2 separate regions of the Ovis aries genome follow, and region 1 is linked to region 2. Evidence: chromatin contacts called from public Hi-C data. All regions are on one chromosome and are shown on one strand. The core of a region is the stretch at or near the end of the contact, and the rest is flanking DNA. Distances in the headings are between cores, read along the strand shown. Region 1 holds the start of KCNN3 (potassium calcium-activated channel subfamily N member 3). Region 2 overlaps KCNN3 (potassium calcium-activated channel subfamily N member 3).

Region 1 (5,706 bases), core at 863-3,362, 110 kb after region 2:
CCCTGAGAAGAAGGAGTTGGGGTGGGAGGGGAGAACTGGGACTGAGCCGGGGGCGCGGGCTCTCGGGGACGCCCGGGAAACCCTGTCATTCCATCCCAAGGAAAGGCACTCCCCCCTACCGCCGCCGCTGATGCCAAGGCGGCGCCCATCTGCTCTGCCCGGGTAACACCTGTAGCCATTTTTATCAGGGGGTGTTTACGAGGCAGTAGCAGGTTTATTCTGAGTCCTCTTTCCTGAGGGAAAGGACCGCTGATTTCTTCCGCCTGTATTTTTACCCCATGACCCCCCCCCCACACACACACACAGGAGACGCCAAATCGCCGGTGCTTCTCTGTTTTGCCCTAAGTCTCTCAGGGAGGAGGAGGGAAATGGAAACTTGGGAAGAGAGGGAGAAGACAGAGAAGGGACTGGCATGGAATCCCCAGCCCCCACCCAGACATTTATTTCTTTTTTATCCTAGGGAAAATGGAGTGGAGCAGGGAGGGGAGGAGAGGAGGGAAGTCACAGGAACTGGCAAGCACATCAAGGCAGAGTGTAATTAATTGGTGCGTTAAGCTGCTGGGTTATGCTTTAGTACGAGTGAGCCAGGAGGAAAGATGATTTCTCAGAAGGGATTCTTTAATCCTCCCTAACACAGAGTCCGCAAATTAGACACAGTGTGTGGGGATGTCCCCCCTCCAAGGGAAGCAAGGAATGAATTCTCCCGGGATTAAGCAGGAAAACCATGGGAAGTTAAGTGTTCGATATAATTGAGCAAACGCCTCTCCCCACCACCATCATCTCTCTCTCTCTCCCCCAATCTGTCTCTCTCTCTCCCCCACTCTCTCTCTCTTTTGCTACCTACATATTCCTTTTGTTCAAAGGTATAAAGAGAAACTGCAGCCCCTACCTTTGAGTACAAACCCCAAGAGAGCTCGGTCTCTATCACCATAACAACAATTCCAAACATCCCAAAAATCAGAGCATAGTCACTCAGTCGCTTCCTCTTTTCAAACAGGGCCCTCCTGTGTCCCAGCTTATAGCCAATGTTTTGGTTTTTCCGCTTGTTGGCTTTGGGGAAGGTGGCGCTGCTGGCGGTGGTACCGGCATGCTGGTGGTTTTGGGTGGCATTGGGGTGATGGAGCAAGGTCTGGTGGGCATGGTTGTCCTCCCGGGAGGAGATGATGATCTCCGGGGGGTTGCTGGGGCTGAAGAGCTGGAGGGGTTGGCCCTCAGGCTCAGCCTCAATGAGGTTCCTCCGGGAGGCGCTGAGGCGGCTAAGGGGCTTCATGACCCCCCCGCTGTACTTGCAGGAACTCATGGCGATCTCCGTGAAGGGGTTGCTGTCCCGCCGGTGCACCAGGGGGCTGGCCTGCCGGTGCCTGCCGCCTCCACCAGGCCCACTTGTGGCTGTGGAACTTGGAGAGTGGCCAAGCAAGTGGTCATTGAGATTGAGCTGGCTGCCTTGCCTGGAGGAAGGGTGGAGGATGGCGGTGGAGTTGGATGAAGGGGGGCCCCTGAAAGCAGTGGGAGAGGAGTGTAGCAGGCCGGGATGGACGGGCTGGCTCTGGAGTTGGGTGAGCTGAGATAGGGGATGCGGTGGCTGCTGCTGCTGCTGCTGCTGAAGCTGCGGAGGCTGAGGCTGCAACGGGGGTCCTGGGGGCTGCTGAGGGGCTGCTGGTGGTGCTGGCGGTGGTGGCGGCGGCTGCTGCTGCTGCTGCTCATCCCCGGAGGATGGACAGGGGCACTTGGGGTCTTCATCCAGGTCCCCCACCCCAGAGTCATGGAAGTGCCCAGAAGTGTCCATCTTGGGGCCGGGCTGGATTGCCTGCAGCACAACCCCCCACCCCAAAGCCACCCTCGTTCCAAAGATGTCCTCAAAGAAAGCCAGGCATCCAAGCTCCCCCACCAGAGTGTCTTGGCTCCAGTCCTCTCTCTTTGGCTTGCTCCGGTTCTCTGGGGCTGCCTGGAGTCCAGACGCTGCCACTCAAGAATGCATGGTACTGGGCAGGGAAGGAGGGCAGGAGGGGAGCTTGGAGAAAGAAGAAGAAGGGGGAAAAAGAACTCTGTCTCAGGAGGTGGTCCTCTAGGAGCGTGTGAGGCCAGGCTCAGCTTCACTCCTCGCTGGCTCAATAGCTTTGCTCTCCTCCTCCTGCCACTGTTATAGGGTAAGCCAAGCCCACTTATTAGCAGCCGGTCTCATTGGCTTGGCTTAACTCTCCAACCACCTCCTAACTCCGCCCCCCGCAAAGGCTCCTCCCCGGAGGAGGGGCCTGCCGCGCTCCGCTCCCAGCCCCGGCGGCGGCGCAGCGCGGGCTGGGAACTGTAGTTTCCGCTTCCCACCCGGGAGCTGAGCAGCTGCCCTCTTTTCCTCTGACAGGTATGGCAGAAACCCGTCAGCCCACGGCGATACGGGATGTATGCGCACGCGGGGTGGTGGCGAAGAGGAGCAGAGGTCCTCGTACGGAGGGGAACTGTGCACCCCGATGCGGTGGCAAGAAACAGGAAGTTATTAATGGTCAGGGTCTATGATAGCTTATTTCACGCCTATTATCCAGCTACAGCCTGCAAATACCCAAGGAGGCGGGCATCGTGTTTCCATTTCACAAACTGATGCTCAGAGATATTGAGTAACACCTTCAAGGTCACAGAAGCAAAGGGCACATCCTCCTGACCCCAGGTAGATACTGAACTGCCTGCAATATGTGTGCAGGAGCATCTGTTATTTCTAAGCCTCACAACAACCCTATGAAAATGATGTCATTATTCTTCTACAGATGAAAATCGTTCTTTAAAAAAACCACTCAAGCACAGAGAAGTAACTTGCCAGATGTTACCCCATTTGTAATTAAGGGTAGTAGAATCTGAACCCAGGTCAGTCTGAACCCACAGCCCCTATACCATCTCCCAAGATGCCTTTCTACTATGACGCTCAGTGAAAAGTGGTGGCTCCATAAATGTGGCTCAAATGACGAGTGGGAAAGAGCCAGATAGAAGTTGTGGGGGGAGAACTGGCCTCCGCAAAGCAGGATGTGTGAAAGGGACTATGGCTGCAGCCAGACTTGGAGTCACGGTAGGGTCTGGCGGGAAGACTGAAGACCCCTGTGGTTGCTCCCCACCTGATCTGTTCCATGGAGTTCTGAGAGTCAGAGCTGGGAACAGCTGCTGGCTTCCCAGGTTCAGAACCATCATCAAGTATTTATTAAGCTCCCACTGTGTGCAAAGGGAGTTCCAAAGAAATGGGACCCTGCTGAATTCATTTCCATTTCTAACTGCAACTGACTTAGAGATCAGTGAAGAGGGGCCTGGGATTCCCCAGGCACACCTGGGGTTTTAGGAAGGCGATGTCTTCCTACCTGGCTCTTGGTCCCACCATCACCCCTTGGCCTCTGTCTAGCTGCTTTCCTGGTGGGAAGGGGGAAGAGTAGGAGAGCCATGCACACATACACACACACAGATACACGTATGCAGGTGCACATATATACACAGGTGTGCACTCAGTGGTCCATAAGCATGCACACACACAGTGAGGTTTTAAAGCATTTCTGAACGGTGAGCAGCAAGTAGCCAGGTCAGGAAGGGGCAGAGCTCCCATCAAAAGAGCCCAGAGTACCCTTCCTATGCCAGTTCTCACCTCTCCAATTCCCTATCAGCCCTAATAATTGACAGTTAAGCGTTACGTGTAAGCCACAACCCTTGAAACCTCCATAATTAAAACTATAGACAATACCTTGATAAGTGTTATTATAATTGATGACATGGTAACACCGCCCCGCCCCCTGCCACTGCAAGTCACAACACGGGCTCAGACACAAGCCTGGGGTCTTATGTGTTTTCCCACAACCATGCCAGCCCACCAGTACCTCTCCCACACCTCCATCCCTCCAGCATGCCCTGCCTGCCCGCTCCTTTCCTTCTTGGTTTGTCTTCTTGGTTTCCCTCCTTCCATCCACAAACAGAGCCGCCTGTTTTGTTCAAGGCTCCAGATCATATACTTAGGCTTAATGATTTCATAACAAATTGCCATTACTGTGTCGTGAGTAGCAGAAATGTGCTGTTACTATTGCTTCTCAGTGCTAGACACAGCATCTGGGCTGTGAAAAACCAATTTTTAGGGACAAACTCCAGGTCTAGGCATTTCTGTGCCCACTCCACCACCATGATCTGTCTTCTATCTCAGTCTCAGTTGACCTTTCTGGATCCCCTCCTGCTTCCAGATCCCCTGGCTGTGCCAGGTGGATCCACTGGGGACTGTTTGAGTATGTCCTTCTAGCATGGATGGGGGTGAGAAACACCTGGCAGATGGGAGAACTAACTATTCAGAGCCTAATGTCAACTGGAGATTCATCTGGAAATGGGCTGGAACTTGAAGGCTAATGACACTGATGCAGCTCACACACATCAATACAGCCACCCTGTCAGAATGGGAAGAGAACAATATCATGGTTAGAACTCAGGCTCTGGAGTCAGGCTGCCCAGGCTGCCCCTCTCTGTCAGGCAGTGGCTGTGCGATCGCAGGCAGGACAACCACCTTCTGATCCTCAGCTTCCCAGTCTATAAAATGGGAGTGATAGGGTCCCTATATCATGCAAGTCAGTAGGAGCAGGCTGCCTCTTCAGAACATACATGCAGCCCAGAAGCTGTGCTGGAGCTGGCTGGTACTGGCTTATAAAACCCAACAGTGTATTTCTCTTCCCAACTCCATGACCAGTGATGTTGCATTGATAGCTTGAAATCCTTGCTGTTGGACGTATTTACACCATAGTAATTGGCAAGTCTTGCAAATCAAGGCTGCTTTTCCTGCATATCCAAACCCACACCTTGAAGGACAGGCTCATCCTTCACACGAATTAGACCTCTTAAGACTGCAAGGGGCTTCCCCGATGGCTTAGCAGGTAAAGAATCCACCTGCAGTGCAGGAGACACTGGTTCCATTCCTGGGTCAGGAAGATCCCCTGGAGAAGGAAATGGCAACCCACTCTGGTATTCTTGCCTAAAAAATCCCATGGACAGAGGAACCTGGTGGGCTACAGTCCAATGGGTCACAAAGAGCTGGGCACAGCTGAGTGACGAAGACTGTAAAGCAGAAGGCCAAGGGAATGTACTGGAGTTTCTCAGCCCAGAAAGGACAGAGAAAGGAAACAAGGGCATGCTCACCAAGCCCAGTAAGGCAGAGGTGCACTTTGGCCATACCAGCTCCACCTCGGGTGGACTGGCATTTTCCCCCTGCCCTCCTCTCCACATTCATCCCTCACCACTTCCCTCTTTCTTTAAGTCCCAACACCATGTATGGTTCCTGCAGTATATAGTCAGTCACTCAGTCGTGTACAACTCTCTGCAACCCTATGGACTGTAGTCTGCTAGGCCCCTCTGTCCACGGGATTTTGTAGGCAAGAAAATTGGAGTGGAATGCCACTTCCTGCTCCAGGGGAGTTCCTCCAATAAGCCATGCTATTTCTACCTCCATGCCTTTGCCCACGCTGTGCCTTCTGCCCAGCATGCCTTTCCAGGACATCTTCATCTAACACATTGCTTTTCGCCCTTCAAGACATGGCTCACGGGACATCTTTCTGGGAAGCCTCTCCCAAGCTCCCCATATTCAGAGCAGGGGCCCTTCTCCTGTGTGTTCAGGGCCCGTGCCCACCTCTTTCCCTGTCTTTATCAAGCACTGGAGCAGCAGCAGCAGAGCTACTATCTCTTTGTATGTCCCTCTGTCCCTAGACTGTG
Region 2 (6,036 bases), core at 659-3,158:
AGGCATCCAAGTGGGGTGGGAGGTAGAGTGGGGCTGGGGATGCTCAATGAGGTGCCACTTGGAGTGTAGCATAGAAAGAAAGAAAAAAAGAAAGAAAGTGAAGTCGCTCAGTCATGTCCGACTCTTTGCAACCCCATGGACACCAGGCTCCTCCGCCCATGGGATTTTCTAGGCAAGAGTACTGGAGTGGGTTGCCATTTCCTTCTCCAGGGAATCTTCCCAACCCAGGGATCAAACCCAGGTCTCCTGCATTGTAGACAGATGCTTTACTGTCTGAGCCACCAGGGAAGTCCTATCTCACCCATATTCCCTTCCAGCTCAGCCTCTGGGAGGCTGGAGTCAAGTCTCAGGGGATGGAGGAGACTCTATTAAGTGGAAGGAGACTATCTTATGAAAAAAAAATCTCCCAGCAGCTATGCAATGAGAGCAGGAGTGCAGGGTTTCACACTAGCCTGGGCAGCGGCAGCCGTGCCCACAGTGGAGGGGGGAGGAAAGCGCAGGGTGGCAAGGAGTGCGCATGACATGTGCCAGGCCACTAAACACATGGAGAAGAGCTGTGGAATGAGGGTCCCAGCCCTTGTTGGTGGGGGGGCCTGCACTGAGATGCAGGGCACCATGGCATCGCCAGGGGCAAACAAAACCACCCCAAAGTTGAAAAATGGAAAAGTTGACAGAATGTAGATTTCCTGTCTTGACAAATGTCAGCCCACAAATAGACGTGGCTGACGCAGCTTACAGGAAGCCCTCCCTTTTCCTCACCTTGGCTCCCTCCAAGGATTCCCACCCCTGTAAGATTTTTGGCACTGTCCCCTCCTAGTGGTGCAGGCTTTTTCATGTGGTCCTGGGGAAGAGAAGCCTGGGTCCCCTTAGGCATCTATGATAAAAAACCAGGCAACTTCCCTCTTATACATCAAGGATGGTACTGTGTACCATTCTGGGTGGTATCAGAAAGCTGGTCATTCAGGTCTTTTCTGTAGGGCTTAATTCTCAGATCCTGGTTGAGAAAGGTTGAATGATTCTTTCCAGCTGGAGAAACAGCCCTGCCCTTATATGGATCTACCCTAAGGCAAAAATCCTGGAGGCAAAAAGGCACTGGCCACCTCTCAGCACCAGGCTTCCCCAGTGGCTCAGCAGTAAAGAATCCGCCTGCAATGTAGGAGATGAAGAAGACACTGGTTCGATGCCTGGGTGGGGAAGATCCCTTGGAGGAGGGCATGGCAACCCACTCCAGTATTCTTGCCTGGAGAAGCCCATGGACAGAGGAGTCTGGTGGGCTACAGCCCATAAGATCGCAAAGATTCGGACACAACTGAAGCAACTGAGCCCAGCACCTCCCAGCGAGAGTTTAGGGAAACCTAGTGTTTAGTGTAACAGAGGCAGGAGGAATCTGGAGATTGACTTGACTGTTAAAATAGAATGGTTTCTCTGTATAACAGAGTTCACTTTGCACCCACAGTGTCCCAAACAGTGCTTCAGAATGCTACTTTTGGGGGGCATTTTCCTCGTTTCTTGATTCCCCTTTCTAAGAGGTGTCATTCGTTACTTATAATTTGTGAATGTTATTTAATGTAAATAAAAAATACAAATAAACCAGTCACAAATTAACAATTGCCATGCCAGAGTATCAAAGGGCACAAAAATACTGCCAAGAAAAAGAGGAAAGAAATTTTGAATCAGAAACAACAGAGAAAGAGCAAGTGGTCTGTGAGCGAGTAAGGATCAGTGCAAAACACGCACGTGAAATAAGAACGGGACTCTGCAAGAAGCAGGCGAGAGAGGCAGCGCTGGGACAGAGGACCAGTCCTCAAGTTTATTCTTGTGTCTCTGGGCACGCGCGCCACAGCAGGGTTGAACCTGAACTCTGACAGTGCCCAGAGCCGCCGACTGGCTCCTCCCCGAAGCCCGCCCCTCCCCTGAGACCCCGCCCACCGCCCCTGCCCCGCCCGCCCCGCGCCCCCTGCGCCAGCCTGCTCCAAACGCCTTGACCTTGCCGGAAGCACCCGCGGGCTGGCAGTTTCTCTTGACTGGATAGGGCGCTCCCGCGTCATCGCTGGGCCCCTAGAGCCTGACCCACCCAGTGCCGCTGCTGAAGAGCTAATGCCAGCCAGGCCTCGGATCACACCTAACCTGCAGAACTCCACCTGCTTGGACACTGGTTCTAGGTCCTCCCGTAATCATCCCGCGGCCACAGAGGGGCTCTCTAAGTGTCACCCCTGCCTGGGGGAAGGAGGACCCCAGCCTAGGCTCACGTCGTCTGGTTATCTTGTCCACTGAGGACAGTGCCTGCTAGATCTGAAGGGGAACCCTTTAGGAAGGAACTTATATTGTGCTTCTCTGAGAAAATTACATGTAAAAACTGAGTGAGCCGTTCAACTTTACTTTCAAGCCCTGTTGATAGAAAATAGGAGTTTCTGTGGAAGATGAGACGAGGGGCTTTGTGGAGGGAGAAAAAAACAAAATGATCCCTCTTTACATTAAAAAACACACACTCACATTGTCATGCATTCTCACTGCAAGTAAAATGTAACCAAAAAAATCACATGTAACATCCCACAGAAAACAATATATGTATTTCCCAAGCATTTTCTATGCATGTTAGATATCTATTTTTAATTGGTAACATCCTATATAATACTTTTGTGTGATCCTTTCAAAAAATATTACATCATGACTTTTTCCTACTTTATTATAGTCTTCAAAGGATGGGTTTAAAAACAAAAATTGTTGCTTGATTACCCATATGGATGTGCTATGATTTATTTAACTGCTTAAATCCTGGACACTTACTTGGTTTCTGATTCTCCACTATTGTAGAATGCATATGAAGGACCTTGACATAAATTGATTATTTCATTAGAATAGCTTCCTAGAAGGAGAATTCCTGGGTTAAAGTTATGAACTTGTAAAGGCTCCCTTGACATACTGCTAAATTGTTTTGCAGAAAGGCAGTGCTAATTTTCCTTCTTGCCATCAGTATGAGAGAAACAACCCACCCACTCCACCACCACCAATAACAACTTTCTTCAGCATTGAATTATATTTATTTAAAATTTTGTCAGTTCCAGAGGAGAAAAAGCAATTCTCCTTGTAGTTTCAATTTGCAGTTCTTTGATTTGAGAGGCTGTGTTTTTTCATTTTATTGGCTATTTGTATTTCTTTCTTTGTGGCTGTGTTTTTATTTTTAGCTTTTTTTTTTTAACTGAGAAGATGAGTTTTTCTGATTGGTAACTAGGATTGCTTTGTACAACAGAGATATTTACCTCTTGTCATGTTTGCTGCCAATATTTTTCCTAGTGTAACATTTGCCTTTTAAATAAGTTTATTATTTTTTTTGAAGAACAGAAATCCAAAATTGTATGTATAATGTAATCAGATACTCCAGTGTTTTCCTTCACATTTCTTTTCTTCTAAAATTTTATGCTTAACAATTCTCTCCCATCTCAGGATTGATTAAATATTCACTTTGTTTTCTGGAGTTTGTTCATGGTTTCTTTTTATATCTGACTTTTTGATCCACCTGGAATTTATTTTGGTGAGAGGTGGGATTCTAATTTGATTTTTCATCCAAGTATCCCATCTTTCTATTAACATGTATGGAATAATCTATTGCTTCCTAATTGGTTTTTCCGCTCAAATATTGAGTTCTCACAAAGTGGGATTTATTTTGAAGGTTTCCCTTAGGTTTCATTGATCAGTCATTACTGATTTTTCAGCAATGCCAAAGAGACTTAATTACCTTAGTTTTATAATACATTTTATTAATGATATCTGGTGGAGAAAGTCTTCCTCAAAGGTCTTTGCTTTCAAAAAAAAAGTTAAGCTATTCTCTTTTATTTATTAAATTATCCTCAGAATCAGTAGGTATTCTACTTTAAAATTTCTAGTTTTGTGTTTTCTTTTTCTTGATTAGACTTGCTAAACATTGATACCTTTGAGATTTACTAATTCTGTTTTTAAATTCATTAATTCCTGTCTTTGTTATAAAACTAATTTGTTCTCCTGAGCCTTTTTGTTCTCCTAATGAATTCAATTTATTTCCATGCTTCTTTTTCTCAGTGTAAAACTTTAAGGATATTTTTCATCTGAGCACAACTTTGGGTACATCCTGAGTTTGGGTTTATAGAGTTGTAATTTTTAAAATAGTCTTCAATGGTAGTTTTGAATAATTCTCTTTTGAACAAGTTGTAATTGAGGAGATCGCTTTCAAAATCCCACTGCCCCAAAGTTTCCTTTTAGTGGAAGTTTTGTGGCCTTGAAGTTAGACAATATGCCTGAAATTTTTTTTCTGATGTTTTGAAATGTGTGGCCAAGAAGTTGATCAATTTTTGTAAATGTTCAATGGGTGCTTTAAAAATGTATTATTTATCAGCTACAAAGTTCAAAATTTATCAGTCAATTAAAACATTAAAAACTCAGATTCTCTATCTCCTTATTTATTTTTGCATAAAAAGTTCACAGTATTACCGTGTATAACGTATTTATCCAGATTAAATGGTTCCTTTGGACCATTTAATGATTTTGGCTTTGAATTCAACTTGGTTTAAAATGAAGATTTCTACTCAATTGCCCTTTGGTTTGTACTCACCTAATACATCTTTACTATTCATTTATTTTTCTGGACCTTTCTATTTAAGGTACCTCTTTTGTAAACAGCATAACATTTAGTTTTGCTTTTAAATCCTATCTAAGTAAGCAACACTATCTTCTAATTGGGGAGGTAAATTCCGTTCTGTTGATCGTGACACATTTTAAGTTTGGTTTCCTCTCACCTTTTTTCATGCTTTCTGTTTTTCAATTTTTCCTTCCTGGTTCCTTTATTTTTCTGTCTCTGATGATGTTTGTGTTTCTCACCCAGGAATGTGGAAAACGCACCTTCTCCGGGTAGGAAAAAGCGAGACTCTCAGACAGGAGGCTGGGGGCGGGGTTGGGGGGGGCGGCGGGCGGTGGTCTCAGGTCTGCAGACCCCTGGTTCCATGACCCAAGGCACATTGCAAAACCGTAACTTCCCTGTGCCTCAGTTTCCTCCCATGCAGGATGAAGATAACAATAGTCCCATGCCTCGTGGAGCTGTGGTCTGGATGAAGCGAAATAATACCTGGCTGACGCTATTGTTATCATCATTAGACTTATAAAACTCTTCCTGTGGTTACCTTTAGCTTTAAAAAATGATTTAAAAAAATTAAAAAAAAATGATTTAACCTGTATTTCTCTAATTATTAAAATTGAGAGAGAAGGCTTTTAAAATTCTCTTCTACTTAAGACGATGAATTTAGCATGTATTATTAATCCTTTCTAGACTTCTCTCACCTTTTTAGTCTGTGGGTTAGCGACCCTCTCACCACTATTGAATTATTTTATTGCATCCATTTACTCTTTCCAGAATCTACTCTTTCTTTGACATTAGAATTTGGTTGCACGGTCATGTTTAAATGTAGTCGGGATCGAATGTTTACCTGGCTTCAGTACTGTCCTGTCTTTTTTTCATACTGTTCCACTGTTAAGATCCTAACTACGATTCACCCCTGGGTCAACTAATACCCAAGCTCCCTGAAAAATGTAAGTTGTAACCTCTAAGCCCACAAAACTCCAAGAATGACCCTTGTGTTCCTTCATGTAAATGACACTAATGCCCCAAAGTCTCCTAGAATTTAGGGTTCCTAAGGAAAAGTCCGCTCTGTACTGCCTATGTGCACCTCAGATTGCTTAACCTTGTTGTTGTTCCGTTGCTAAGTTGCGTCTGACTCTTTGGGACCTCATCGACTGCAGCACACCAGGCTTCCCTGTCCTTCACTATCTCCTGGACTTTCCTCAACTTCATGTCCATTGAGTCGGTGGTGCTACCTAACCATCTCATCCTCTGTCGTCCCCTTCTCCTGCCTTCAATCTTTCCCAGCATCAGGGTCTTTTCCAATGAATCAGTTCTTTGCATCAGGTGGCCAAAGTATTGGAACTTCAGCTTCAGCATCAGTCCTTCCAATGAATATCCAGGGTTAATTTCCTTATGTTTAACCCTATGATTCAGTAAATGTTCCCCCT

Evidence for each region. A called contact is a pair of places that touch in the nucleus more often than the background predicts.
Region 1: a contact with region 2 is called in a Hi-C map of hypothalamus, with 1.8 times the contacts expected there. The contact joins the promoter of KCNN3 here to the enhancer-like site in region 2. A contact is called at or near these places in 2 of 16 Hi-C or Micro-C datasets (hypothalamus and muscle).

Annotation. Positions count from the first base shown.
Region 1 is chr1:105,085,940-105,091,645 of ARS-UI_Ramb_v3.0, forward strand. It overlaps KCNN3 (potassium calcium-activated channel subfamily N member 3), which reads right to left and starts at 2,113. Exons shown (of 9, transcript XM_027975753.3): 1 at 890-2,113. The coding sequence starts at 1,786. It overlaps PMVK (phosphomevalonate kinase), which reads right to left. Exons shown (of 5, transcript XM_060414815.1): 5 at 3,702-5,706.
Region 2 is chr1:104,976,138-104,982,173 of ARS-UI_Ramb_v3.0, forward strand. All of the region lies in intron 3 of KCNN3 (potassium calcium-activated channel subfamily N member 3), which reads right to left. Among named protein-coding and RNA genes, the nearest start is that of ADAR, 110 kb to the left of the region's middle. Within about 2 kb of position 1,909, at least 30 of the 54 cell types and tissues checked have an H3K27ac peak or open chromatin away from gene starts, as enhancers often do. A contact at or near this core is called in hypothalamus, where this site is marked.